2 separate regions of the Anas platyrhynchos genome follow, and region 1 is linked to region 2. A link is a contact called in public Hi-C data. All regions are on one chromosome and are shown on one strand. The core of a region is the stretch at or near the end of the contact, and the rest is flanking DNA. Distances in the headings are between cores, read along the strand shown.

What was found. Hi-C and Micro-C count contacts between places; a contact is called where the count stands out from the background.
Region 1: a contact with region 2 is called in a Hi-C map of skeletal muscle, with 5 times the contacts expected there. The contact joins two enhancer-like sites. A contact is called at or near these places in 2 of 8 Hi-C or Micro-C datasets (liver and skeletal muscle).

Annotation. Positions count from the first base shown.
Region 1 is chr2:154,364,834-154,372,012 of IASCAAS_PekinDuck_T2T, reverse strand. It overlaps XIRP1 (xin actin binding repeat containing 1), which reads right to left. Exons shown (of 8, transcript XM_038173952.2): 3 at 6,816-6,870; 4 at 5,433-5,840; 5 at 4,550-4,631. Among named protein-coding and RNA genes, the nearest start is that of XIRP1, 6.2 kb to the right of the region's middle. Within about 2 kb of position 4,117, at least 2 of the 8 cell types and tissues checked have an H3K27ac peak or open chromatin away from gene starts, as enhancers often do.
Region 2 is chr2:154,263,611-154,270,462 of IASCAAS_PekinDuck_T2T, reverse strand. No RefSeq gene overlaps it. Among named protein-coding and RNA genes, the nearest start is that of XIRP1, 95 kb to the left of the region's middle. Within about 2 kb of position 4,167, at least 4 of the 8 cell types and tissues checked have an H3K27ac peak or open chromatin away from gene starts, as enhancers often do.

The DNA of each region.
Region 1 (7,179 bases), core at 2,868-5,367, 100 kb before region 2:
GTATGAAAGCCAGCATCACCTGAGCTATCAGAGGTGTTTGGGCTCACAAAACACTGGGTGAAGGCCACAGACACCCACAGCCCCACACACCCAATGCCAGACTCCATAGGACTGCAGTGACGGGGGAGAGAGTTGCACGGATGTGAGCTGAGCTGGGCCAGGCACTGTAGGGGCAAAAATCATATGTTTAATTTGCCTGCACAGAAGCAGGTTTAGCTTTCCTGACCCCCAGTGCAAAAACAGAAACAAGGAGTGGGGGTGCTCCTCTAAGCTCTTTCTGCCTCTCTGTGGTGTGCTTGTACAGCACATAGCACAGTGATGCCCCCATTTCTCTGATCACAGTAAGATCTCAGCAGGAACTCTGCTGAGTTGGTGGAGCGTATCCCTGGTCCCAAAGAGTCTCCATGCTCTTTGCTCCAAAAGGCCAAGCAACTTTCCAGTAACAATTTTCTCATGTGAGTTTTTTTGGATTCCCTACCTCTGAACGCCTTCACAGGTGTTTTACAGACATGTTTGGAGGGGCCCTTGCCCCTCTCATTCCCCTATGGGTCTGCAAATATCAGTCCATGGAGAGGATGCTATACACCATCCAGGCTTTAGGTCAACACACAATGAGGAGGTTTCCCCACCAGCATCACATCACATCGTCATGTCATGTCATGGCACAGCACATCACATCCAGCTCTGGACGACCAGCTTTCACTGAGGATCCTGAATGGACCCTGCTCCTCCCTACCATAGTTCAGATACTTAAACATCCTGCAAGACTGCAAGTTAGCAGTTCCCTGCTCTCTGTTAACGCTGGTGTCTAGGAAGACCACCATGCCTCTCTCTAAAATAGTGTCCATTTTCTATTTAGCTTCCTTTAATAAATGAGGATCATAGCAAAGAAATAAATTTGTATGAAATTTAGCCATATAAGGAGGAGAGAATGGGAGGGGGGCAAAAAAAAAAATACAGCCACACTTGTTACTGCTGCATGAAGGGATGTGACATGCAGCATGTGAGCAAGGTGGTGCTGAGCAGATGAGGAGGTGCAGACTGATGTGACCGATGCTGAGTGTACCCTGTGATGCAGGGCAGGAAAACAGGAGACATCATTTGGGGATGGCTGGGGCTGTCACACACAGCAGGTAGCACGAACTGGATGGCAGAGGTGTCAGCTAGCACAGCATCAGGCAGGGGGCAGAATGCACGGTTGATCAGGGCTTAGTTATTTTGTGTGGGTGGAGGGGTGTAAAGGCAGGAGGAAAGGGCAGATTGAGGCAGAGCAAGGCCAGGTATAAGCACTGACAGCTCACGTGTGATGAGATGGAGCTGGTGCTCCTGTACTCTGCAACCACCCAGGAACATCTGCACCTTTCCATCACAGCTCCAAAATATGCCTGTGGTCCCAGCACCCCCAGTCAGCTGCCATAGGGGCTGGGAGAGGGGGGCGGGGAAGGAGAGCACCCACTTCTACCCCTTCCTCCTGGGAACTGGGGGTCCAGATGCATCCCACACTTGAACATCCCAAGCTTCCTCCCTGGCTGTATTGGAGATGCACAAAACTCTTAAAGTTGGACAGATTGGCCACTTGTGGGAGCCCTGTCATTCAATCCCCTTTTGTCATGCTCATAGAAAGCAGCTGGTGAAAGGGAAATGAGCTTTTAAGGATTATTTTGGATGCAGGAGGCTGTACCACTGCACGTGCCAGAGTTGTCTTGAACCCATAACACACGCAGAGTTTTTTATCTTAAATCAGCATTTGCCCCCCCATGGTTTCAGGTTTTCTGGTTCTAGCAGTGACTTCCCAAGCCTGCCTGCTGCTTGGTTTGCTGCGAACAGAGGGTGCTGGCTGCAGACCCCAGGTTCTGGAGGGACCAAGGGTGAGAGCCCACCAGGGACATGGTGTCTGGCAGTCACCGTGCAGCAGTGTCCCTTCAGAGACCAGATTTGGGACCAAAGGGGGATGGAAGTTTGTCACTAGATGGCAGCGCACTCTCTTGCAGAAGGTGTGGGTGCTGTGGTGGACAGGGGACGCTGCTGTCTGGTAAGCAAGCTTTGCAGCCAAAACCAGCTTGTAGGATGGGGCAGCCCACCGCCTCTGTGCTCCCCTTTGCCTCACCTCCTTGCTGGGCTTTGAAAATTCCCCGTGGGTACAGACTGAAATGACTGCAGAATAGAAAGGGGAAGGGAATTAAAGGCACTTTTGGAGGCAATCTCAATGCTCTGTAATTTGCAGTCACGTCAGACTCCTGTTTCATCTTTGTATGACACCGAGATAACATCCTCCTCGCGTGCCCTTCAGCTGAAAGCCTTGAATAACGGAGCTATATCAATGCATACATGCACGAGCATAAGTATGTGTGTGAGCTGGGGGAGCGGCATGCCCACACACGAGCCCCTCTCTTTTCTTTCTTGGCTGCGATTTTCCTCTCTCTGGTTGCCAATATTCATCTGCAGGTTGTAAATTTTTAAAGCTGGACCACTCAAGAGACTATACCTGCAGCAAATTAGCTGGTGCCTTCTCCTTTTTAATATTAAAAGACTCAAGCTTTCAACTATTTCCCTTCGGGAAAACGGCTCCTTGATTTACAGTCTTCCATCTTAGGAAGTATTTTGTTAGATCATGTAAGCCTTTCACAGCTCAATTTAATCTCATTACTGCTAACTATAGCCTTTTGGACCCTGTTAATCAGTGACTTGGTGATGTCCTCAGTGACAGCTTCCTCCAGATCTTTTGATGCCATGAGTGTGGCTGGGGATGAAGCCCAGCTGGTTTATGTGCCTGGGAATGGGCTTTCCTAATGGATGTAGCCAGCTTTGCCCTTTGCGAAATGCTCAGGACTCCCTTAGCATCTCAGAGGTAACAAAGCATGGTCTCAAAGGACTTACTGGTATTTTGGTTTTATGTGTAATTATTCAGCTCTGAACTGTTTCATGGGCATGAGCTTGCTGATAAGCCAAATGCCAGTCAGCAGAGCTTTCCTGAGCACTGCCAAGCTGGTGTCCACCATTTCGTGGTGGCCCAGACCTGTGCTCTGTATATCCTTAGAGCACCGTGTGGCTTCAAGCCTTTAAACACACTGCATTCCCCATCCCAGGTCGCTGCGTTGGCCAGGTGTCCGCTCCTCAACCCTAAAAAAAAGAGCTGTGGGGCAGTCCCTGGGTGATGGTGAGCAGCCTCCTGCAGAAAACCTGCTGGTGCATGTGGAGCACTGATGTGTCCTTCTGTGGAAATGACCAAGAACAGCACATGTATAGTCATGGACAAGTCTTGTCCCAGAAGAGGTACGGGACAGCTGGTTCCTGGGCTTCTTTAGGAATCGTTACATCTCCTGTCTCTGAGCTAGAGTCCCATCTCTGAGCCAATCCAGTGCCTACATCAGAGGTAGCTATCATATTCCCAGCTCTCTTCCTGGCTGCAATTACCTCTCCAAAAGGATCCCACCCCAAACAAGCCCTAGCCCTACCACAGAAGTAGTGCCCAAGACGACACGAAGTCTTTGCTGTTGCAAGGCTCTGAGCCAAGGGCTGGAGGCTGGTGTAAGGCTCTAAGATAGACCATGAGTCACCATCCACCAACCAGAAGAAAAGATGTTCCTCATGCTGTAAAAGGCACACTGCAGCTAATAAATGCTGTGATCACATTTAGCAGGATAGCATGGTGACTTCACATGCTTTGATATTAAAAAAATATTCCAGCGATGCTGTGGAAACTTCAGCTCCTTCTTTTGTCTGTGTGCTCATGTAAGAGACTTGTTTTCCCAGGCAGTTGGGTAATTAAATACAGTGTCTCAAATCCTGGAAGCACATCATCTTTTTTTTTTTTTTGTCTCTCATGTGGAAGAGAAGAAAGACAAGGAAAAGAAAGAGAACAAACCCTCGGCAGCTGGGATATGGGGTCCACAGATTCCTGCTCCAGACCCAGAGCAGACAGGATGGTTCCCTGGTCTCAAATCCAGTTGTTATGGGATTGCAAGAGAGACGCACTTTTGAGTCCCAAACCTCTGAAACCTTCCTGATGACATACTTTTGGTAAAATTCAACCCTTTCCCAGACAAAGCTTCAGCTTGGATCTCTCCCCGTTCACAGATGCCTCCTGCCTTGAAATATCCCTGACCTGCTATAGTCCCGATGATATCATAGCATTAGGGATCACTTACATAGCCTGTCCTCAGCCAAAGATGACTCTGTCTGATACATCACTGCTGCCAAGTCCAAAAAGGAGCCCAGCCAAGACTCCTTAGGTACAAAGGAACCTCTCCCTCTTCCTTTCCTCAAGGCTGAGGTGCAGGCAGATATGACTCACCCCAATCTAAACACGGACGTAATTCTGCCCTGGTGTTTAGTCCCAGCTATTTTTAAATGCTGGGATAAGAGCACAGGGAGTCAGGATGGCTCCGTGGACACATCGCTGGCCCAGATCCCAGCTGCATCGGGGTGTGCCAGCTCTGTGCAACGGGCCCCTTCGGGGCTGGAAGGGGTACAGGACCAAGTTGCCCCTTCCCGGCTGCAACAGTAGAGTAGCAATGACGATTGGTAAGCAAAAATAAATCCAACTCACAGCTTCTGCCTGTGGCTGAGTCACTGGCTGCATCCGGCACTGAGGAGATGATCACCTGTCTGTCACGGGAGATCTTGCCTTCCTGTGGGGGGGTGACAAACAGGTAAATTCTCTTAAACAGAGGAGAGGAGCTGCACAAGGCCCCAGCGTGGGGAAAGCAACTCCATCAAAGGCTTTCCAGATGCTGGGGTGGTCATAATATTGCATCCTTGTATCGTGTGGGGTCGGACTTCTTTGCTGTAGACCTCATCCAGCCTTGGTCTTGGTTTGTTGTCCCCAGGAACAGTCCTTCTCAGTTCTTTGGGCAAGGCCTCCCTCAGTTTACAGAGCCAAGTAATGTTTTCTCTTACCTATCCTGATTTTTGAAGCCACTGTTGCTGCTCTCCCATCTAGGCTGTACATTTTTAACTCTTCCCTTCCAGGGAAGGGATCATGGCAATAAATAGTTTGTTGAATGTGTGACTGGTGTCCCTGATAGCATGAAATCACCCAAAGCTGGCATTGCAGAACCTGTCTCAAGGGAGATCCAGCATGTGTTGGGGATCTCTTGGCGAGTCTACCAAACCTTAAAAATAGAGAAAGTGGCATCCATACCATAGGGCGGTGATGTGCTAAAGGATTTTCTGTGGTGGATTTGTTGCTCACCCCCACCACATTTTAGAGCAAGCTCTATCCTGGTGGTAGCTCTGATAGCACAATATGGTTCCCCTGTAAACCTGGTCCCCCATCCCTAGGCATGGTTGCCCTTCCACAGGGCAGCCCCCATGCCCAGTGGATGAGGAACAACCACCATGAAGCCCAACCACTCCTAAGCATGACTCCGGACACCCAAAGAAAATAAATTTCAGAGGAGCTTTCAAAGAAGAGCAGAACACCTACTAACCTTTGAGGCAGACTTCTTCCATGTGATGGTGGTGGGGCTCCATTGCATCCTCTGCATGCTCTGAAGAGAGGAAGGGAAGGATGGCTCTCTATGGGGTTTGGTCTCCCTGCTCAGGGGTTGGATTGTTGTCAGGATCCTGGTATCAGCTTCTCTCTTCTTCAAAATCCTGTTGTGAGGTGGTGTCTTGAGTGGAGCAAAAGGTAAAGTGTTACTCTGTGGATTGGCTCTATGGGTGTCAAAGGGGGTCGGGAGTCCTTGGAGGTTCCGTGTTGTGGCACTGATCTTATGGATGGGAAGATCCTCCGTGGACTTGCTCCAGGACACATCACCACGATGGCTTTGGGATAAACCATACTTTTTCCCCATTGGATTGCCATTAGTCTGTGATAGATATCTTCTTTCCATGAGCTAAAAAAAACAAACATACAACAAAACAGGCTCATACATAACTTCAATATCAGATCAACTGGAATTTTAATTTCCTACTCTTTCAATCCAAGCATCATACCTGTTGACCTTTTAACTTTTTGGGGTGAAATAATCCCTTACTTTCTTCTCTATATTCCCTGAAGTGAATGTCAGGGACATGACCTAAACACATTCTAGCCCTTTCTGAAGTGTGGGAGAAGTTTCTGCCTTGCCTATTTCCAGTGTGTCCTCCTAATTTGTCCATGGTAATGCAAGAAAGCCTTGGGGTAGCAAAAATATGGTCACTGGTTCCTCAGACAGGAAGTCTCCCTCTCTATCATCTCATAGGAAACCTTGAGTTTCTTTTTAAGAAAGATCCTGTCCTGTAAATATTTATATATATATTTTTTGTTTTATTTATTTTTATCTTTATTATATTTTTATAGTCAAAAGAGCCAAGAAAGTGATTTCTTCACACTAGGGTAGACAGCTTTCTTTAGTAAATGCTTTGAGTGAGTCATTTGAGACACACAGATTTGAGACACACCAAAGCATCCATCTTCTGGTTCAGGAGGGCAGAGATATCCCAGTGTCATATCTGTCAGCCCAATGTGGATGTCTGGGTGCCTTAATAGCTTTGTGCACCTTTGTTTCAAGATCCTTCTCTCATTTTCTAACCGGTTTTAAATCTTCTGCCAGGTCCTATACCTCTTGATGGTTTTCCATTAGTCTCTTCCACTACGATTTATTCACTCCAAAGGAATCTGAATGTTATATGGGAAGATTTCATCCCATCCTGGAGCATCTTATATGTTTCAGTCCATCTGTACATACTAAAAGGGAATCAGATCTGACCTGCTGTCCTCAGAACAGCACCAGATACTGGGAAAATTTTTGTCTCTAATTGCTAAAAAACAGACTATTTTGTTGTCAGGGCCTGCTCTGTCCCACCTTGTCTGAGTCTTTGGCTCTCACCTTGGGATATTCTTTCTTCGACATTTTGCTTTCACAGTCCAGGATGCTCTGGTACCTGCAGGGAAGGCAGGAGAAGGTAAATGAATCCCTTTTTAGCCTGATTGTGTTTTTCCATTTTATTGACAGTCTTCCCCTACCCTCAGAAAAATATCAAACCAGACTATAAAGGTAATTTTAAAGGGTGAGAGATGTGAAAACTCCTGTAGAGAGGTCAGGCTGTAGGACCAACAGCTTAGTTCAGTGCAGTGCCACTAGATCTAGTGTAAGCCCTCTCATCCTATGATCTATGCAGATGTGCCCCGAGCACCCGGTCTCCCCACTGGAGGGGGATCTGCAGGGGTGTGATACAGATTAAAAGTGGTGT
Region 2 (6,852 bases), core at 2,918-5,417:
ACCACAGGCAGGGAAGTGAGTAGTCCATTGCACCAGGTACTAACAAGGTGTTAATAACGCTTGTCACACATTTGGATACTGTGGGATTTTGGGCCTGATCCAACTCACTCACTGCAGTGGGAAAGTCCATAGATTGACTTTGTTTGGTGCCAGGTCAAAACACAACCCTGTAAGTAACTGGAGGGTTCGGAAAGGGCCAGGACGCAGCGCTAAGTGAAACACTTGCCGCTGTGTGTGTCTTTGTCTGCACTAGCAAAGGCCCCGTTTGAGTGGATCCAGAAGGCTTTTGTCCCAAATATTTACAATTTGTTGCTAAAAGGAGCTGCTGAGTGTGACTTGGGGGCCTTCTCCCCACCTTTTAGCCTGAGGGAGGTGCAAAACAATGCAAGGGAGCTGCACTTCCTGCCAGGCCGGTCTCGGCCTGGGGAGGGGATGAAAGAAAACCAACCACAGACAGCAGATGTCCGATATTTTACTTAATACAGCCCACTGCGGGGGGCAGAAGAAGAACCTGCAGCAGACGGACCAGCTGAAAGCTCTGCTGGGGAACAGCCTTCCTACAGCTCTTGGAAAGGGCTGGGATGTGGAGCAGCCAGACCCTTGGCCACGTGCTGGGCTGCTGCAGCGAGCTCAAGTCCTCGCTCGCTGTGGGTCACCGCATCTGCTTTGACTTTGCTGCAGCCAGTGAAAAGAGCAGGGAGCTGGTCCTTTGTCATTTATTAGAGGAGGGTTATGTCTCCTCTGGAGTTTTGGAACCCTCCAGTGAATCACAGAGAAAGCTCTGTTCCTGCCCAGCGCTGCTCTTCTGTGGTTTCAAAAGAAACTGTGCAAAAATGTTCATTCTTTCATTTGTGGAGTCTGTCCCTATAGGACTTTATTGGTGTCTCTCATCTTGAATTCAGTCTTTTTCCTGGCTTAAAGATAGCTGGTAATTGACTTACAGCTTCCTCTCCACAGGAAATTACAGTACCAGACTCCCTTTTATGCTGGTGTGTAATGGAAATGTTCACATGGATTTGGGGGAAAAGGAAGAATTAAAAGGTGAGAGAATGATAGAAATCTGCCTCTGGTCTTGAGTCTGCTGTGGCTTGCCCTGATGAGAGGGGCTCGGATTTTGTCCTGATGAGGACGGTCACTAAGAAGAACTGTGCGGTGTTCATGGTCATTACAGCCCACGCAGGGACTCTCACTTGGGTCTGGGTAACTAGTGTTCCTGAAGTTTTCTTGCTTTTTCAGATGATGGCTGTTTCTCCTTGTCTGTTCCTAGAGAATCAGTAGAGAGAGGAAAAGGTCCTTGTGTTCAGTCCTGGCTGTATTCCTATTCCAGCTCAGAGTGTTACAAGACTTTCTTGGTCACCTTGAGTGCCCATGCAGAAAGGCATGTCTGCATCTTCTTGTGGATTGCGTCTCTCCATGGATTCACCAGCCACTGAACAGTGAAGGAGAAGACACTTCAAAGGCTCAAAGATCATACTTTCAGTGCAGGAAGAATGCTAACAAACCTACAGGAGAAGGAAACCAATGCTAACTATATTAGCTAAAACTACAAGGTCTTGCAAGGTTCATTTGTCAGGGCAAAACTGATCTCTGGGGATGGCCAGGAAGGCTGTTTCCCCTGTGGAAGTGGATTATACAAGCAGGTGCATGAAGCAGGTTTTTATGATAGTGTGCAGTAACAGCTGGAGGCCTCAGCACAGGATCGGGTTTCCTGGCTTGGCCCAAGATTATACATTACCACAGGGATTGCCAGAGATGTGCAATCTGGTTCAGATCAGATAAGAATATCTGCCTTCTCCCGCTGCCCTCCGTGGATGATACATCAGGACTGGCTCCCAGCGTGATTCTGTGGAGCCAAGCTCCATTCGCCTCGGCAGGTAATTTGGTCTGGCATATTGTAAAGCATCAGAGCCATGGGGGCTTTAACTCCTGTGGCCACAGCTGCTTGTGGTGGAGCTGGTGAAGGAGGCACCTTTGCCATTCATCGTGTGATCCAGCTTCCCCCTTTGTGGCCTCAGCAAGATGAGCAGCTACTACCCAGCTGTAAAAGGCTTTTTCCTTCCGTTTGGTTGTATGCAGATGGAGACTTGCTGTGGTACAGGCAAGTATGGACCACATGCCCATGGCTGTGTCACATTACTTGAGCATCTCTAGGTTGGCAGGTTGCTGTTCCCCTGTTATCCAGCTCTACTGAACCGCTTTCTTCTGATATATTGATTGTGGGGAAGGCTGGTCTGATAAATTTTCTTGATAGGAATCTAGACAGAAATAAAGCTGCCAAAACATCCATGCACAGGAAAGGCTTTTCTCTCATGCAATTATAAGTAGGAGGAGTGGTGATCTGCAGAAGGAGCCTTTGCATGATACCAGGTAAGCATGGCCCATAATCCACAAGCTCCTGTGGGATATCATCAGCCATCACCTTCAAAGTAAAGGGTCAACTCTGCCAAAGATTGCTATGATCCAATTATGAAACGGCACAAAGAGTCCTCCAGCACTTTACAAAATAGCACGGAGGTCCAAGACCTGACACAGGAGATGGTAGTGAGTAGTGCCGAGCTGGGATTTGAGGAACCCTGGATGTGACATAGCCAACATTACAATGCTCTCATCTGAACATGCTGATCCAGCTTGATAAGGCGCTGTGGGAAGAATAAACAGTAAATCCCCAGGGAAGTCTCACACCAGCAAACCCCAGTGAAGAGGAGAGGCAGATTCTAAGTAGCTGGAGTCCTTTGAGGTTTCTGGTCAAAGTGTCACGGCTGTTCAGCAAAGAGCCTGGAGAATAAAAGACTATAACCATAACAAAGCAGTATAATTTAGGACTGCAGCTCCTGGGGCTGTTGCTGAGCCATCAGGCAGGGGCTGCTGGAGAGCTGTGATATGAGACGGGCTGACCTGGAGGGCAGCTCAGCGGGGGGAGACACGTGGTGGTGGCCTGGCAGGGTGGGTAAAAGCTTGGGGAGCCGCTGGGGTTTGCTGTAGTTTTATCTCCTCCAAGATGCCTTGGCTGTACGCACAGGACGTGGCGTGCTGCCACACTTGGGGATGTCTCTGCCAGGGGGGATCAGAGCTACAGAGGCTTTGGCACGTGTGTTGGAGCAGGGCTGGGTTGGCCTCTCAGGAGCTGCTGGAAACACGTGTGTTACCAGGCTGGGAGGAGAAATTTGGGTTTGAGAGCAGCCAGAGGGTACATGCACCACCTCAACTCAGTGCTGAAATATGAAGGTCCCCCCCAGCAGCACGAGGGTGTCTGTATTATTAGGCAGTGAGCACAGTACGAATGTGCTGGCATTTCCCAGGTGATGCCCAGGCACAGTGTGGGAGTTGTCACAGGGACATGATCGCACGTCTGTTTTGAAGGACAAGACATCTGTGCCATAGATGACATCAGTGGCATAGACACAAGCGGTGCTCCTGTACCACACGTCCTCAGGGCTGGAAAAGGGACTCGTGCCCACCCGGCTGGCATCTGCAGCCAGGATCATGCCCTGAATCGGGGCTGGAAGTCAGGGAAGACCTTGCTGTCCATCATGTGCTCAAGACACTTCACAAAATGGCCTCCTAGAGGGCTGTCTGCTCATTTATAGTCACCTCTGAACTCTCCCCGGCTTCTGCCAGGTTAACACACGGACTCCTCAGCCCTGCAGTTGCTCAAAAAGAAAAAAATAATTAGGTGGGATCTAGGCTGCAAAATAGCAGCTGAGTGCTCTGCATTGCTACACTTATCTCCTGCAATGTGAGCCTTTATTCTGGCACTTGAAGTTTGCCCTGATTTAAATATCCTGACAGTGGTGCATCCCCGTGGCTCTCAAGAGCTGCCATCATTTGAACAGCACTTTGCAAAAATACAAGCTGCGAAATTTCCTGGTTGCTTGGGAAAAAGCAGCGAGGAACTGCTGCTGGCTGCTGTCTTACAGCACAACGGAGCCGCACGCGGCTCGGCTTTTCGGCGTTAAAAGTTGATGAATAATAGGGGCTAACAAAATAACAGAAGGTTCTTCCTTGCACTGCCCAGGGAACAGGAAACTCTGCACGGGCGAGCGCGCGGAGGTGAACAAAGCGTTAAACCCTGGCAGAGCAGCTGCTGCTGACCTTCTGGTCCCAGCACCGCTAAACAAAGCTCCTGTTACAGCTGAACTTTAGTACCAACTTCTGCTGCTCCAGGGATCCTCGCAAAAGTACACAGTGAGCTGCAGCTAGCACGCCGTGCCTCGCCGGGGCAGCGGTGAAGCTGGCAGAGGCCACCACGTCCTGTCCTCAGGCTGTCCCCAAAGCCCTCCTTTGCTGTTGCCAGCGGTTTAGGACTCACGAGGATGGAGATCAGTAGATGTTAATTGATATACCCCCCCTAAAGATCTGAATTTCTGCTGAAACATTTGGCCATCGCACAGCAATGAGTTCCACAGGTGAATTCCATGCACTTGGGAAAACATTTTGTTTTACGTCTAAAATGTGCTTAATTGCAAATTTTCTCAGTGGTCCTGGGTATAATTGTTTAATATACATCTTTCCCTCCCTATTCATGATTTTACAAGCTCTAATACCATATTCTCACAGAAATCTTTCACTTCAGAGGAAGAACCCAAATCCGTTCAGTCTGTTCTCACATGGGAGCCTCCCGTCGCCTACATTTAACACTGGGCATCCTTGCTGCCCTCTGCATCACTTCTGCAGAAAGCAGGATTTGAGGCAATTCCCAGCAGAGGACTTACAGTTACGGTCCGGGCTCTTAGCGTGACATAATGATATGTGAGAGAATTGTGGCAGTTCTCATCCTCCACGGGGGCTGATGCTGGAATACCCAACAGGGAAAAAAAAAAAAAGAAGAATAAGAAAGAAAAAAGAGATAAAAAGCATACATTTAAGGAAACACTGTAAGAAATATCCTGCTGGCTCACCTCTTCAAAGAGATAGCAAGGTAGTTTTGGGGAAATTAGCTCAAGCAGTGGTTTCTAAGAGTCTTCTGATATAGCAAAGTCCCTCTGAGACCCTGCCCTTTCCTCCACATGATCATTTGGTCCAAAAACTGTGAATTTGTTCTATGAAATAACAAAGAAGAATCAGCAGACTTTGATGGGGTTGAGGCACATAATAGAGAAGTGGGACAAAAAATAACCAATATGGGTTGAAATAACAAAAGCCACCACCTCAATACTTTCTGCATGCAGCTGGGTTAGTTGTGCCGCCTAGTTTTGACAAGTTGAGCTGGAAATTTGCCCTCATCCATCTCAGTGCTTTTTAAGCATCCAGCTTACAGTGAGGTCAACCCCAGAGCTGTCCAAGATTTACTTTTTGCTGCTCAGATCAAGAGCTCTCACGTTCCTTCGCCTTACTGCTTCCAACCTATTGCCATTCCGCCGACATCAGGGCGAGGGAAATGGGATCCATGTGGCTGCTGCTGAAGGTTGCTCCCCAGATGTGCAAGCATATGGGGGATGTATTTTGGGAAACAGGTGGGACAGCCAGCAAAGGATTATCTGATTTTCAACAGTGAAGTGTTTGAGGTCACTCATAAGATCATCTCATTATTTCTAATATAGTTTCCTGGGTGCTTGGAAGGATGAGAACTGAGGAGCTGGGAGACTCTTCGGGCTTCCTTGTTCCCAGCCCAGTGGTAAAAAGTATCCCAAAGTGGGTGAGCTCTCACATGCACGGTTCGCAGACTTCTGTGAACAAAAGGCCAGGTGAATTACCACGTTGGATCCCTCTGGGCTTGTAACACCTGGTTGTGGCATGGCTGGTAACTTCAGGAAAGCTATGAGAAGCAGGGAATGTATGCACCACCTAGATCTGGGAGTCTGGTACCCAGCTCCTCGGCATCCAGCCAGGGGAGACAGGGAACAGCCACTTCTCCATCCATTTGTTAAAACTTGAATGTTTTGATTTGGACCTGACTGGGAATTGGCTTCATGAGACATCCTCTGCCCTCCTCAAAACAACATTTATTACTCGGGATGAATCTTCACCTTTCAAAGACAGTTTAAAGTCAGCTCCAAACTGATCTGTGCCTCAGTGTGCCCCTGCGATGGAGCAGGACCATGGCTTGAAAACTGCCTTGATTGCACCACAGGTGAGTGCTGCAATTCCCATGTTGCAGCGAGTATTTGTGGTTGAAGCCGTGAAGTCTGGTGCAAGGAGGTGAGTGCCTTGCAGAGATCACTTTGGGCTCTCTGAGCCTGTGGGGCTGCTCTTGTCGCACCAGGATGGGAGGCAGAGCTGCGCCATGCTGCCAGGGCTCCCGTGTGAGTCATGCCGTCCCCGGGGGTTTTGCCCCCGTTCCTGGGTTTTTGTGAATTCTCACCTTCCCTTTCGAAAATCTGTGATCCTGATGGTTGCTAGGAAAGATTTGAAAGCAGGGTGTATTGCAAGGCTTAACACCTCAAAATTTACACTAAAATCTGACGCTTCTTGGTTTCAGAAGCCTGCTGTGGGTGTGTGTGGAGGCACAGGCAGTGGCACTGGTGCTTTTAGCGGTAACATTGGCAGCATTAATATTAACAGAGCCACCACGGTCCAGGATTTCATTTGCCTTTGCTGTGTGATAACAACTCAACCTGGGGAGTTATCTCCTGTGGGTACTGCAGAAGGGATGCGTGAGACCACCCTGCCCCAAGGAGCTCCTGATCCAGGCACGAGGGCTTTAACTCACAGCAGCTGCCCCTTCTCCCCAACTACCTGCACCTCTCCCTGGGGTTGCAGCTCCTCAGCCTCTGCCCTAGCCCACCTAGGACATCAAAGTTAATCAATATTGGGGTTTCTCAAGTGGCTCTGATGGGATTAGCTCAGCACCTCCCAGAGACCTTAGGAGCGGTGTGGTGGTGGTGGTACCCACTCCCATTCCTTCAGGAAGCA